Regions from separate parts of the Anas platyrhynchos genome. Here region 1 is linked to region 2. Evidence: chromatin contacts called from public Hi-C data. All regions are on one chromosome and are shown on one strand. The core of a region is the stretch at or near the end of the contact, and the rest is flanking DNA. Distances in the headings are between cores, read along the strand shown. Region 1 holds the start of BLOC1S5 (biogenesis of lysosomal organelles complex 1 subunit 5). Region 2 overlaps RIOK1 (RIO kinase 1).

The links. Hi-C and Micro-C count contacts between places; a contact is called where the count stands out from the background.
Region 1: a Hi-C map of subcutaneous adipose tissue shows a contact between it and region 2, with 2.6 times the contacts expected there. The contact joins the promoter of BLOC1S5 here to the enhancer-like site in region 2. A contact is called at or near these places in 3 of 8 Hi-C or Micro-C datasets (liver, skeletal muscle and subcutaneous adipose tissue).

Annotation. Positions count from the first base shown.
Region 1 is chr2:90,364,304-90,371,240 of IASCAAS_PekinDuck_T2T, forward strand. It overlaps BLOC1S5 (biogenesis of lysosomal organelles complex 1 subunit 5), which reads right to left and starts at 1,702. Exons shown (of 5, transcript XM_027451600.3): 1 at 1,506-1,702; 2 at 871-953. The coding sequence starts at 1,650.
Region 2 is chr2:90,062,425-90,069,076 of IASCAAS_PekinDuck_T2T, forward strand. RIOK1 (RIO kinase 1) reads left to right here. Exons shown (of 17, transcript XM_038175152.2): 12 at 740-846; 13 at 2,082-2,147; 14 at 3,910-4,029; 15 at 4,290-4,343; 16 at 4,978-5,118; 17 at 6,143-6,274. The coding sequence ends at 6,253. Among named protein-coding and RNA genes, the nearest start is that of RIOK1, 12 kb to the left of the region's middle. Within about 2 kb of position 1,922, at least 1 of the 8 cell types and tissues checked has an H3K27ac peak or open chromatin away from gene starts, as enhancers often do. A contact at or near this core is called in subcutaneous adipose tissue, where this site is marked.

The DNA.
Region 1 (6,937 bases), core at 452-2,951, 300 kb after region 2:
TCTTTGAGACTTTCAGACGTATACAATACACACGTGATGAGAGCCTAGTTCACATACTTATTTTGCTAAACCAGTACTGGGAGAAGTTAGGTCTGGTTGAAATATTAGCTACAACCTTGAGGAAAAAAATAAATTAATGTAATTTATTAAAAAAAAATAAATCTCTGCAGAAAAGAAGTCTAAAGCATAACCATATTTTTTCAGGATTAATTTTAAGATTTTAAATCCCAATTTTTTAAAGAATAAGAATATATTCTTACAAATAGCCTGTTGACACAAGATTCTACTTTTCTAAGTTTTTGCTGCCATCTTGTGGACACTATTAAGCTTCGAAGCAAACGTATATTAGAACAGCTTCTATACCTTCAGTACTTTAGCTTTATTCAGACAATCAGGCAACATTCATTCAATTTTTAATGATTTTCTCACTTAGCATAATGTGATCCTTTTCTCTTACAGAAACATTAATTTTTGTTCCATGAAGGTAAGTAAAGCAAAATTCAATTACAAGTGCAAGCCAAATCCGTCTGAAGTACAAGCCAGTTCCTTTATCATGCACAATTCTATACCAACAGCATTTTTGTTGAACCTAAGAGACTTATTTAAGACAGTAGAACTACATCGTTCCCCTCCATTGATATTCCTACCAGTCTTTTGCAGGAAATAAAAAGTTTTGAACAGCACATACATATTAAGTGGAGTCCTAAATTTATCATTCTTTACCAAAGATGCAAACACATACTACAGGTGCAGTAATCACTCTGGGCAAGAAATGCATGCCAAATCTTTCTGAAGCAAATTACAAATGTATTCAAAGCTCTAAAAAGATGCTAAAACTGCATGAAGTCCCAGTAAAACACAAACACTTACTTCAAATTCTTTAACAAAGTATCGTATTTCTCCCTGAATTACTGGTCTGTGATCCAGCAGTCTTGAATAGATTTCCCCGACATCTAGAAGATTAACAAAAGTTAGTTTTTCTTTCATGTTCCATACTTGGCTACACAACGCATGTTGGCACAACATACTTAAATACACGGGGCTCACCAGAAACATACAAAATCAAAAGAACAGCAGAATGCTGTTAGTTAGCTATCCTATTTATGCAGCAAACCACTGACTTAAATAAAACACAATGCGTTAACAGACCAGGTGCCACAGACACCTCGCTGTGAACGTTCCCCTCTGCCTTGTCACCCTGTTTTCAGCCTCCTCCTCAGCACATGGCTTCCAGATCTGACAGTTAACGGCAGTAAAGAATTGATACACAGAAGAACTTAAGGCTGCAGTTCAACAGAAATTCACAGCTTAAGATGTGGGAGCCTCCTGCAGTGAGGGACAACTGGAAAGCTCGCTATACTGCAACACTGCCTGCTGTGTTCCAGGGCTAAGGACTTGAAACACACTCACACAAACACAAGTATTTACGGTATTTGTGTATCCTGCATTTGCCCCACAGCCCCAGCCACGCCCCAGCAAGAAACGCACGACCCCCGCGGGCCTACCCTTGATGATAGGCTGAAGCAGGGCCCCGGCAGACAGCGCCTCCCGCTTCCTATCGCCGGGCAGGGGCAGGGGTAAGGGCAGGGGCAGGGGCAAGGGCAGGGCCGCCCCGCTGCGGCCGGGGGACGCGGGGCCTGCCCTGCTCATGGCGCCCGGCGCCGCGGCCTCTCCGTGACGCCATCACCGTGCGCCCGCCGCCGTTGCCATGGCAACCGCGGGGCCTGCCCCAGGCTGAAGCTGCCGGGCCGGGCCGAAGGGGGGCGTCCGGTGGGGGAGGGGAGGGGGGGGGCGAATCTCCTAGGCAGTCCTGCTCTCCTCTGGCACCCCGCGCTGTTCCGGAAACTAAATAAAAAATAAAAAGAAAATTAATTAAAAAAAAAAAAAAGAAAAACAAACAAACAAAAACAAAACACACCAAACAAACGAAAACAACCCACCACCACCACAAGGTGCAGTTGCTAGTTTTAATAGATGAGGCACGAATTCGCATAAATCAGTTTGCTTCCGAACAATCATTAGTCGTGGTTTATGAAAATTAAGACGAGTAGTCTACTTCGTAAACAAAGAAAAAAATGACTTAAAGTCCCTTCATGTTCCTTTTACCCATCAGGAAATGTTCTGTATACTTCCCACCCTTACAAGTTATTAACTACAATATATTAACTACAATTTTTCTTGTTATCCTTTCTGTTTTGTACTATATATACACAATAACTTTTAGAATAGCATGTTTCTTTCCAATAGCATGATCCAATATCCTTAAGTCATTGCACCTATAGTGTTCATTGCATCTATACTTATTTTATTTTTCTGCCCATCAACCTATCCTGTCCAAGTCCCTCTGCAGGGCCTTCCTACCCTCTGGCAGGTCAATACTTCCCCCGAACTTGGTATCATCTGCAAACTAACTGAGGGTGCACTCAATTCCCTCATCCAAGTCGTCAATAAAGATATTAAGGAGGATGGGTCTCAACACTGGCCCCTGGGGAACACCCCTGGTGACAGGTCACCAGCTGGATTTCACCCCGTTCACCACCACTCTCTGGGCCCGGCCGTTCAGCTGGTTTTTAACCCAGCAGAGTGTACCTGTCCAAGCCATGGGCTGCCAGCTTCCCCAGGAGAATGCTGTTGGAGGCCGTGTTAAAGGCCTTGCTGAAATCTAGGTAGACTACGTCAACAGGCTTTCCCTCATCCCCCAGGCAGGTCACTCAGTCGTAGAAGGAGATGAGGTTGGTCAGGCAGGACTTGCCTTTCATGAACGCATGCTGGCTGGGCCCGATCCCCCTGTGGTCTCAAATACGTTGTGTGATTGCATTCAAGACAACCTGTTCCATCAGCTTTCCTGGCACTGAGGTCAGGCTAACAGGCCTGTAGTTCCTCGGGGCCTCCCTATGACCCTTCTTATAGATGGGCATCACATTAGCAAGTCTTCAGTCACCTGGCACCTCTCCGGATGACCACAACCACTGATAGATGATGGAAAGAGGCCTGGCAATACATCCACCAACTTCCTCAGCACCCTTGGGTGGATGTCATCTGGCCCTATGGACTTGTGGCAGTCCAGGTGGAGCAGCAGGACTCTGACTATTTGCACCTGAGCTTTGGAGGGGTTTTTCTGCTCCTCATCCCAGACTTCCAGGTCAGGAGGCTGAGTACCCTGAGGATATGTGGTCTGGCTAGTAAAGACAGGTGCAAGGAAGAAATTAAGAACCTCAGCCTTTTCCTTATCCTCTGTAGTCATGTTCCCAACTGTGTTCAGTAAAGAATGGAGATTCTCTTTGGCCCTCCTCTTGCCATTAGTATACTTATAAAAACATTTTTTTTTTGTTATGAAGGTAGAACTGGACCATGAATTCTGCTAAAGCAGCTGCCACCTATGACATTCAGACTTGGAGTACCTGAAAGGAGGCAGTTTCACTGGCACAGTTACTATTTTATTAGCAGAAAACAGAAAGTTTTTTGTTGCTTTTAGAATATACGTTTGCCCACATTCTATTCTGCCTAGCATTTGTAAGTAGGAACAATTGTCTGAGTGAGAAAAATTAGGACTTCTTTCATGTATGAAATCATTACATTAAACAAACAAACAAACAAAAAATCCCATTACTCAATTCTGTATCCCATCATCAAAGCTCAGAAATTGCTCACTGAAAAAAAAAAACAAAAAACATAGAATCTTCCAAAATCAGTCTTGAAAATGAGTGAACTAGAATCATTCTCTCCCCAAAAATCTGTTATCCACTATGGGTAAAATCTTCTTAAATAATAAAATGAATCTTACAGTGGGAGGTGTTGAATACTTCAACTAAAGTTATAATTAAATTCAGCATATATAAACTAAAATACTATCTTACTCCTTCACCACGGTTGCACAGTCTATAAATATTACATGTTAAATAGAAAATAATTAGCAGAGATAAGAATCATTAAAACAAAATTCTGTTCCCTTTCACATACTTTTTTTTTTTTTTCCCAAAGTAACCATCTCGTAATCTATAGATTAGTATTTAGATTTTTCCACTTCAATGTTAAGCACTTCAGTACTTGACAACCACCAATAAATTACATCAGTGCTCACATTTTAAAAATATCTGTAGGACATTCCAGATGGCTTAATGATCACTGATGATTAGGGGTAGAATCATTCAGATGTTGATTTTATCCCTGTCCAGCCTATCTGCAGTCCTCCCCAAGGGCTAGTCTGTCCCTCAGACAAGTTATTTAACCCTCCAAGCCAAATGCTATTTTTTAAAATTTGCTACGGAGGAAATACTTAGCTAAGGGGATTTGTAGGAAAGACTCTTTTTTTACATCATGTATAATGTCAAGTTCAGAATTATAGGACTGCTACAAAGGCAAATCCTGTGACAGACAAATGCCTCAGTTTCTAGGTCTACTGTCCTGAAACTATTTTTCCTCTTTGTTTGAATAGTGCTTTCTGTTTGTTTGTTTGTTTTTAAGAATATGCTTTATTTGCTGCACTTATGCCTTTTTTTTCCCTTTCCTTGCTTACTCTTACTGCCATCAAGCTTATTCTCAAAACATATTTTAAAAAATAAGGAGGACTTAAAAGAGGCGATGACTATGAAAAGACAATACTTGTGGAGCTCCTAACCTGTCAGTTTGCAGGAAGTAGTCATCAAGACACAAAAATATGGAAATATCTATGGCTTGGAGCATGAAAATCAACATATGCAGTCATCATGTGTTTTTTGGAAGATAGGCTAAACAAACTCTGTCACTTCTGCCTTGCACTAGAACCCGCTTTCTCTTTTAGGGATCACCATGCCATTTCCTATTAGTGTTAGCAGTGCTCCGAATTGCAAAATCTTTAGATTAACGTGCCGAATCCTGTCATTTTTCCCACAGGCTGTCTGGCGATGATAATCCACTAAAGGATTGTTTCATCCGAGTGGCGGTGTCCAAGTCAAACGCTGGCAACAGGCAGGGAAACCCAAACCTGTTGAGGCAGACTTCTGCTGAGACGCGAGGAATTGGAGCGACAGCCCGTAGGGGCGGGAGGCGGGGGACACACTCTGCCTGAGCAGAGCAAGTCCATGGGCTGTGCCTGTGATGGAAGACCGCGACCGTGATCGTGATAGCTGGAAGTTTGTGGGCCGTGATGCTGATCCTGGTCAGAGCAGGCCTGGGGCTGCGCTCTTTGGAGCGGTGCCTTGTCAGATTAGCCACACGGCTACTGTATGTGATGCTCAACCTGGACAGACAGGCCTGCCAGGCAGAAACTGCTCAGGCAGATGATGCTGGGGAGGACAAAAATTATCCACCGCAAGACTAAGAAGACAGATGACACCCAGCAGGAACAGCGAGCCAAATCTGCAGAATCCACAATACAGCTGGCTAGCCCTAGGCTACCTGCCTCTTTGAAGTGGAAGAGACATCACCGACGAGCTGTCAAATTAGATCACCAGCCTGGAAATGCTGAAAGAGATTTAGTTCTTCCAACAGAGGATGGAAAGTTTAATAGACGAAAATCTTCCTAAAGGGGCCAAGGTAATGTGGGAGGGGAATGGGGAATCCTTAACATGCAACAACAATGAAAAATTACTAGCCTCCCTCCTGCCTGCACAAGGAAAGATGAGGTTGGCTGCATTACATGGCAGCAGGAATTACTGTAGTCACTACCAGCACAGGAAATAAGGGCGACGCCTGCAGGAACATGCATACAGCAGCAACAAGTAACCATTTCTACAAAATCAAATTCCCTCCCAAATCTGTGATATCTCTATATGTCACCCTAGAGCAGGGGTCTAAAGTACTATAAATCTAATATTCAAAATATTCAAGACATGCAGCAGAGGGATACAAAGACCCAGTCTGACTCTAAAAGCTTAGTGCAACAGAGGCACATGATGGCAAATCTCCCTGCATTTCTTTTGCAATAATATTCATGGACAAAAAGCATGAGAAATGCAGCTCAGTTTCAATAAATCAAGAACAAAAATTAAGATTACCAAGTGCATAAGCATGTGCTCAGGTGTATGGTTAAAATGAAACCTGGTGCTTCCATTAGGAATAGCAGCAGCACAATCTAATTATAGATTCAAAGAAGAAATATCACTCTTTGGGGGAAAATATTAAAGGTAGTAATCCATTAAACAGCTCCATCACTGCAGTCATACATTGAAGTTAAGGACCATGAAATACACCAAAGATTAGAAGAAAAGATGAAATAGAAAGCCAAAAGGAAAAAAAGCCACCCATAAGCCTAAAGATTCCCCCTCAATTTCAACTCAAGGATTTTTGTTGTTGTATTGCTAAATAAGTTTTGTACACATGTATAATTATAAAATCAATTTATAGTCATACCAAGGAAATTTACTTGGAGAAAAATCATGATAATCTCTCTATCGCCTGCTTCAGCATTCCTGTTGCAGACAAACCACAGAGATGCAAACAGATGATGCTAAACAACAGTGTATAAACTGGATCTGTAAATACAAGAATTTACACTGGATTCCGTGGTAATAATTTTATAGGTTTCTCTATTCCTTATTTCTTTCAGCTAATGCCTTTGCAAGTACCTCTTTTCCAAAGCCACAGCAATGAGGAGCAATTTTGATCATCTACTGCTTTTTAACCCAATTGTAATTCTGTGCAAGAGCTGCCCCTAGAGACTTCTGAAGCCAAACTGAACTCCGACATCTCACTTGAAAGTGAAGTTACTCATCCAAAAACAGCTAAAAATCATCAGCACATTTCTAATATATTCACACTTGAACATGTTTCAACCTGGCTTGTCAGCAAACAGTGGTCATCTTGGGATGAAAGGGAGAAAGACAAGACAAAGAGCTAAGTGTAAGGTTTCACTGAACACTTACAATTATCATATTTATTTCACTGTTGAATTCTTCTTGCTGCTGAAAGGTTGTCATGCAGTACTATCTCACCATATGGCAACAACCTCAAGTCCTAG
Region 2 (6,652 bases), core at 672-3,171:
TACTGCTGTGTAGTCCTCCTACAATGACTAAGAAATGCCTTACTTTATGCTCTGCCTTAGCTGTGAGCATTGCAAAGATTTGTGGCTCCACGGGCACAGAGTGCTGCTACTTATTTTTTTTGTTCTTTCTATGATTGATCTCTCATGGGTGAGAGATCTTATGAGAACATTAGCAGGGAAACACTTACTAAGCAGTCCTTTGTGTGTTTCACTGCTGTTTTCCAATACAGAAGCGCAACCTCCAAAATTAGTTATACTTGACTCAAGAAACCAATTCTGAATATAGTAAGTGAGGAAAATAATGATATGTTAGTGTGTCCCATGTTTCTTTCCATTTCAGTGGATCGTAACTAGGCTGCAGTGTTTCAGTAGATATTTCAGTTTGACAAAAGTTTGAGATCTGCACTCCTTATTTTTTTGAAAAGATTTTTCATCTCAACCATTGCAATTATTACACCTGTCTTAAATTGTTTACTTCATCTTTCTTAGCCCCTTCTCCATTCAGTATGGCTCCTGCTGAAGATGATTTGACTTATATTTATTCAGTTTTATTCTTTTTTCAGTATTTGTTGCACTGGGAAGGTGAACAATTTTATTTCAGGTCGCCAAAGGTCATCTGATATCTAAAGCCAGAACAATATATGCTGCTATGTTGCTGCAATTGTCACTTAACATCACAGTTGCATGTGTTACACATCATTATTTAAAGTCTCTTGTCTCTGCCCTTGATTTCTGATAGGCTTTTTCCAGAAGCACAATGTTGCAGTGATGACTGTGAGGGAGCTGTTTGAGTTTATTACCGATCCTTCTATCACAAGTGAGAACCTTGATGACTATCTGGCAAAGGTAAGATCACATGGACTTGTTGCTTATGTAGGTAGATTTGAACAATAAACTCAGATCTAGTTCAAACTCCGTCTTGTTTGCTCTACATACTACTGTTGAAGTGGACTGGTACATTACATTGCATTATGCCAGTGCTTCAAAAATGCATAGGGGTCTTTTTCATTTATACTGTTACAGGATGAACATATCTTTACTTTATGTTTTCTGAAAAAGACTAAGCATGAAAACTCAAACATCTGTCTGAGGTGCTATTTGCATTAAAATCTGTGTGCTTTAAAGCTTTTGTTTCCTTTATTAAAAGGAAAGAAAAGGTTACTTAGTTCTGCAGAAATATACCCATGCTGATACAGAGAATGGAGTTGGGAGTTAAGACTTAACCCTGCAGACTTCAATTAGGGTGGGCTGAGGGAGGAAGGGAGTGACTCAGAGCAATATTACTCCAAAGTATGCAGTCTCACTAGCCAAATATTATGGCTGGTAGGACATCCTTATTCTAGGAGGAGGTAAAATGCTTGGTGTCGCTGGAAGCACCCATGCATTTTTGTCTGTAGCTGTCAGTCCTCTGCTCCCAGTCAAATCCTTATTGAAAGAGAAGGAGGGAAATTAAAAAAAAAAAAAAAAAAAAAAAAAAAAAAAGAGGGGCTGGTAAATGGGGAAGGACCACATGTGTCATGATCAGAGTGGATATGAGGTATTGTTCCTGGCCATGTTCCTAGTCAAGACCATGAGGCTGAGTGTTGTCCAGATAGCACTATGGCATGAGGATTTCCAGATGCTGTGTACTTTCAATCATACTGGAAGTTGAGAGAAGTAGAGCTGTGCTTTATGGCTTTCACTTCTTTTACTTCTTTCACTTTGTGTTCCTCTGGCTTACTCTGTGTGTGACAGTGAAAACAGCCGATTCCAAGACTGGGTTTTGCTCACTGTATTGCCCTGTTATGTATTACAGTAAATGTATCAGTTATGTATTACAGTAAAGCTAGACCTGTTATAATTTGGTCTAGAAGTAACAGTGAGTGTGACTTCCTCCTGTTCTCAAAGCAGATCTGTGCTTGTGCTTTGCGGAAACGCTGGTTACCGTTAGGGGTCGCTCAAGGCATTGCCATAAGGAGGGCTGGAGCGTTTTGTGAGTGAGAGTGGGGAGTACAGGGAGAAATACAGATGGGAATGGTTAGTTGGATTAAATGATGCGATTCTAAACAGTGATAACTTTGTATTGTTTTATATTTCTTCAGGCAATGGAAATAGCATCAAAAAGAACAGAGGAGGAAAGATCCAGTCAAGATAAAGTGGATGAGGAAGTAAGTGAGGATTTTTGTTCCTGCTATGAAATTAAAATTAATCTTTCCTCTTCTGAACAATGAAAACTGTTCTGTTTGGCAAAATGCACAGTTGATAAATAAAACATAGTGATATTGCTATGTCCTGCACTAGCAGTAAGTGAAGTATTGAAGGATGCCGTGGGTAAAAGCAAGTGACATTGACCAGGTGTTAAACAGCTAATACTCAATTACCTAAACCAGTATGTTTGCTTGCAGCTAGGTCCCTTGATGTATCTTCAGTTCAACTTCAGTTAACAACAACAACGATAAGAGTGGAGTTCTAATTGTCACAGTGATTTTTTTCAAGTGGTGATCTAGAAACAGGAGGATACACATGATATTCAGATGGATGCATTCGTGAAATTGCACACGTGCCTTTGTTCCCAGTCTCATTCATTCAATCTTCCAAATAACTGTTTCTCTCCCTTGCTTTTACATGTAAGAAGAACCACCTCAAGTCTGTTCTGTTGCATAATGAAAATGGCTAATGACCTGGGAAGGCTTGATGCAAAGATAAAACAGTCTTTATTTGATTTTTCAATCTTATCTCTCTGTTACAGAAGAGTTAAATTAATTAATAATAATAAAAAAAACGTGAACAGCAACAAAAAACTGGTGCAGAATTTGTATCAATGAGAACCTATTTGTACTAGTTCACCCAGTGTTTATCCTTGGAAGAAATTTTATTTGGATAAAAATAAATTCATCAAAGACTTTTCTTTTTCTCTTGGAGCTGTAGGTTTTAGTGATTGCTGCTGGCTCAATATTGACCAATGAAAGATTTTTGTTTCCAAAGATATCTTGAGCATACAAATCCTTTTGAACTGTAGAGTCAGATGCTGTTTTTCTTGTTGCAAGTCAATCTTTTGCAAGAAATAATTTGTTTGCAAAGGAATAATCCTTTGCAAACAAATTAGTCCTTTCATCAAGGTACTGTCCAGTTAGAGAATGTGAAGTGGTTAAGTAGCATCAAAGTTATGTTTACCTCTCTCACTTCTCACATTACCTCAGGCTAGTTTCTGTAACTTCCCTTGTGAAAAAATACAGCTGATTAAGAGCAAGTTCTGTGGAGACAGTCTCTGCTGTCCATGCAGCACTTCGTCTAGTACTTAGGATCATAAAGGGTACTGAATTTGTTTCTGGGATTGAGCTGATACTGTGGAAAAGAGAAGTAAAACACTTGTGTCTGATCTGGTAGAGACTTAATCTTGCTGGAGGACTGTTTCAAAAAGATTGCCTGATAAATTTTAAGTATGTTGTTGATACTGCAGTTAGGTTCCTGCACCAGTATGGTACTGTGAAACCCTTTTTGAGTTGGAGTGTAGGTTGAAGAGGAATTTTTATATAAAGAGATTAAGTTGTAACAGCTTGTTTTAATGGAGCTGTCCCTTGAAGCATTGTAAACATAACAATGAAAACTTCAGAATAAAAAATTCAAATCAGTAAAGAGGAAGTTGGAGAGACTGGTGAAGTCCCTAAATTGGCTGCTAGCAGTGATACTAATGTAGGAGCCTTATTAGTGATGAGCTATCAACAACCTGTGGGTTGTGTATTTAGAGCCTGCTCCAGGAAAAAAAAAGATACTCTGCAGTACAAATGGTAGTGTGAATGCTATGTTCGTTTTTAGTTTCTCTGAGCCATGAAATCTCTCATGGTCGTTCTCTTAAGGATGTGTAATTAGGATGGAAGAATATCATGAAATTATATGCAAATGAGTATGTGTTTCCTTTCTCTTTGGTAGGTGTTTAAGAAGGCTTACATACCTCGCACATTGACTGATGTTAAAAACTATGAGAGAGATGTGGATATAATGATGAAACTGAAAGAAGAGGATATGGCATTGAGTGTTCAGCAAGATAATGTGAGTAGATAATCCAGAGGTGCTACAGGGAAAAAAAGGGAGGAAATAGGAATTTTTCTTAATAAAAACTGGTAGCAACAAAGAAAAATGGAAGCTTTGGTATCAAGGCATGGAATGCTGAATCTAGTGTTGTATTTAAAATTCTTTGGTTAGTACTAATGCTAAAATTACTGTCTTTTATGAGGTACTCGTCTTTTCCATGTGCAAAGATTTAAGATTTGCAGTTTGATAACATTTTCGTTCTGTGTCTCTGGGTGTAGATTCTCTACCAGACTGTGACAGGGCTGAAGAAGGATTTGTCTGGTGTTCAGAAGGTGAGGTGGCCTTTTTTGGAATCCTTCATTTTATCCGTATTCATAAAAGTGCACATAGGAAGTACAGAGAACACCTCGTCTTGAAGCTTGTGACAATGGAAGAAGCTTCTTGTCTGCAGAGTGCTTGTTTCTGCCTATTACTTGGCAGTGGTGTAGACTTTTAAAAATAGAATTGCAAATATGGGAAGGGATCAGGCTGTGGCACAGTCTCCAGCGTTGTTTAAGAATAAGCATGTTTTGCAGCGTAGATGCTTGTGTTTGCTCTAAAGCCTACATACAGTGCCCCTAAGGTAGATTTTGGTATGATCCAAGTATAATTAAAAATTGGCTTTCATCTATGTTAGGAAATTGCTGTTTAACTTAGGGAAATCAGTTTGGGAGTGCCAATGCATCTGTGCTGTGAGCCCTAACCTAAAAGATCCTATGCTGTATACTAGATTTCCTGTTCTTAGTTTAGATCAGCCTCTTTTTCACTCTTCTTGTTGAGACTCAATGGTGGCTGTAGTAGAGGAGATGACACAAGCTTGCCTGAGGGTTTCTTTGTAGGAGATTTTTTTTTTTAAATCTGTCTATTTTGTTGCTAGGCTACTGAGTTTGGGTTTGCGATGAATTCCCTCTTCATGTTATCTTACAGATTCCTGCACTTCTTGAGAAGGCAGATGAATCAGAAACAGGCTCTGATTATGAAGACAGCAGTTCAGAGGACTCTGATTCAGGTTGTAAAGAATCTCGGCATCCCAAAGATCTTCCTGCTGAAGTTACCATGGATAAAAAGGTCAGCTGGCCAGGAGCTGTGCATTTTCCTACATCTGTCCACATGACAGGAAAAAAATCCAAATATAGTTCTGAGTGGTTCTTCCTACTTCTTGTCTGAAACAAGCTGTTTTGGAAAGAGAATGAGAGCGTAGAAAGTGAATTTCATTATAAATGTTCTATTAATGGTGTTTTTGTGTAGAGGAACTTCATGACATACTGCTCTCTAGCCTAGACAAAGCTAGAAGAGTAATCTCTGCAGGGAGCTCTAAGGCCATGTAAAGCACTCATTTTTTCCCTCTTAGGAAAGATAATGTAGTAGGTTCCAAGTCCACTGAATGAAACTGCGTTGTTCTACTACAAGTTTTTTGTACCTATCTGGAAACGTAGAGCCTTTCAGATATGAAACAGCGATGTCTTGGTCACTTCTCATCCTTACGGACAGGTTTTAATTTGGACTTATTATTGTGTGAGTAAGGTGAACTTTTTGGTATCCCACAAGTGTATTGGTAGGTTGGATGATTGATCAGTGGTGATTGCTTTCCTTCTCCTTGCCTTCTGTTAAGCTCATTTTTTTTATTTTTTTTCCAGTTGAGCATAGTCTCTGCATTGTCTGGCAGAAATTATAATGTGTTGCAGTGGCCTAGCCCCCGTTACCAACAGTTACTGGATCAGTAGTTTTGTGTGGTGTTTAAAAACATACTACAGTAGCCCTGTGGGTAACAGAAAATTTAGATCAGACTTATTATTGTATAATATTTGCTATAAATAGCATGAGTTGCATACTTCTCGCTGTCTTTCTTCAAAGCTTGCATGAAACTCAGGTTTTAACTAGTTTGAATTTTGTATTGTCATGAGCCTGGGGGTGGAGCTGCAGACTGATACACACTTTCTTTTTCCTTTCTTCTCCTCACTCCCACAGATTTTTTTCTTCTTGATAACAGCGTATTTGATGTGATGTGTTAATTAATTTAAAGATTGACAGGCCTGCTCAAAATCTGTCATTCCTGCTGGCTTTAAATGGATGGTGTTTTGATTCTTTGTAGGAAAGGAAAAAGATGGTCAAAGAAGCCCAAAGAGAGAAGAGAAAAAACAAAATTCCAAAGCATGTGAAGAAGCGGAAAGAAAAGACTGCAAAAATGAAGAAAGGCAAATAAAATCAGCTTTGGCTCGAGGAATGGGCTGGCTTGTTGTTGTTTAATTAGTCACCATCTTTTATAATTAAATCTTTTATTTATATACATACAGTATTAACTGTGAGGGTGGTTTCATTAACAAGGTGGTGTAATTATTTGAACAGAATATATGCCATGTTTTCTTAATAGGAAAGAATGAGTTTAACATACTTGTGCTTGTTAAAATCCTTCACATGTGGAGATTCAGCCTGATGTTAGACTTGCGTGGATTTGTCGCTGGGGTCTTATTTCTGCCCTACACTATGGGAGATGTACAACTTAAGTGGTCCTCTGCAGGCTGTCACCTCACCTGCAGGTAACCCTGCAGACATTGTGACCTTGCTGCCTCCCTGCGCTTGCATCGCCTTTGATATTATCTTA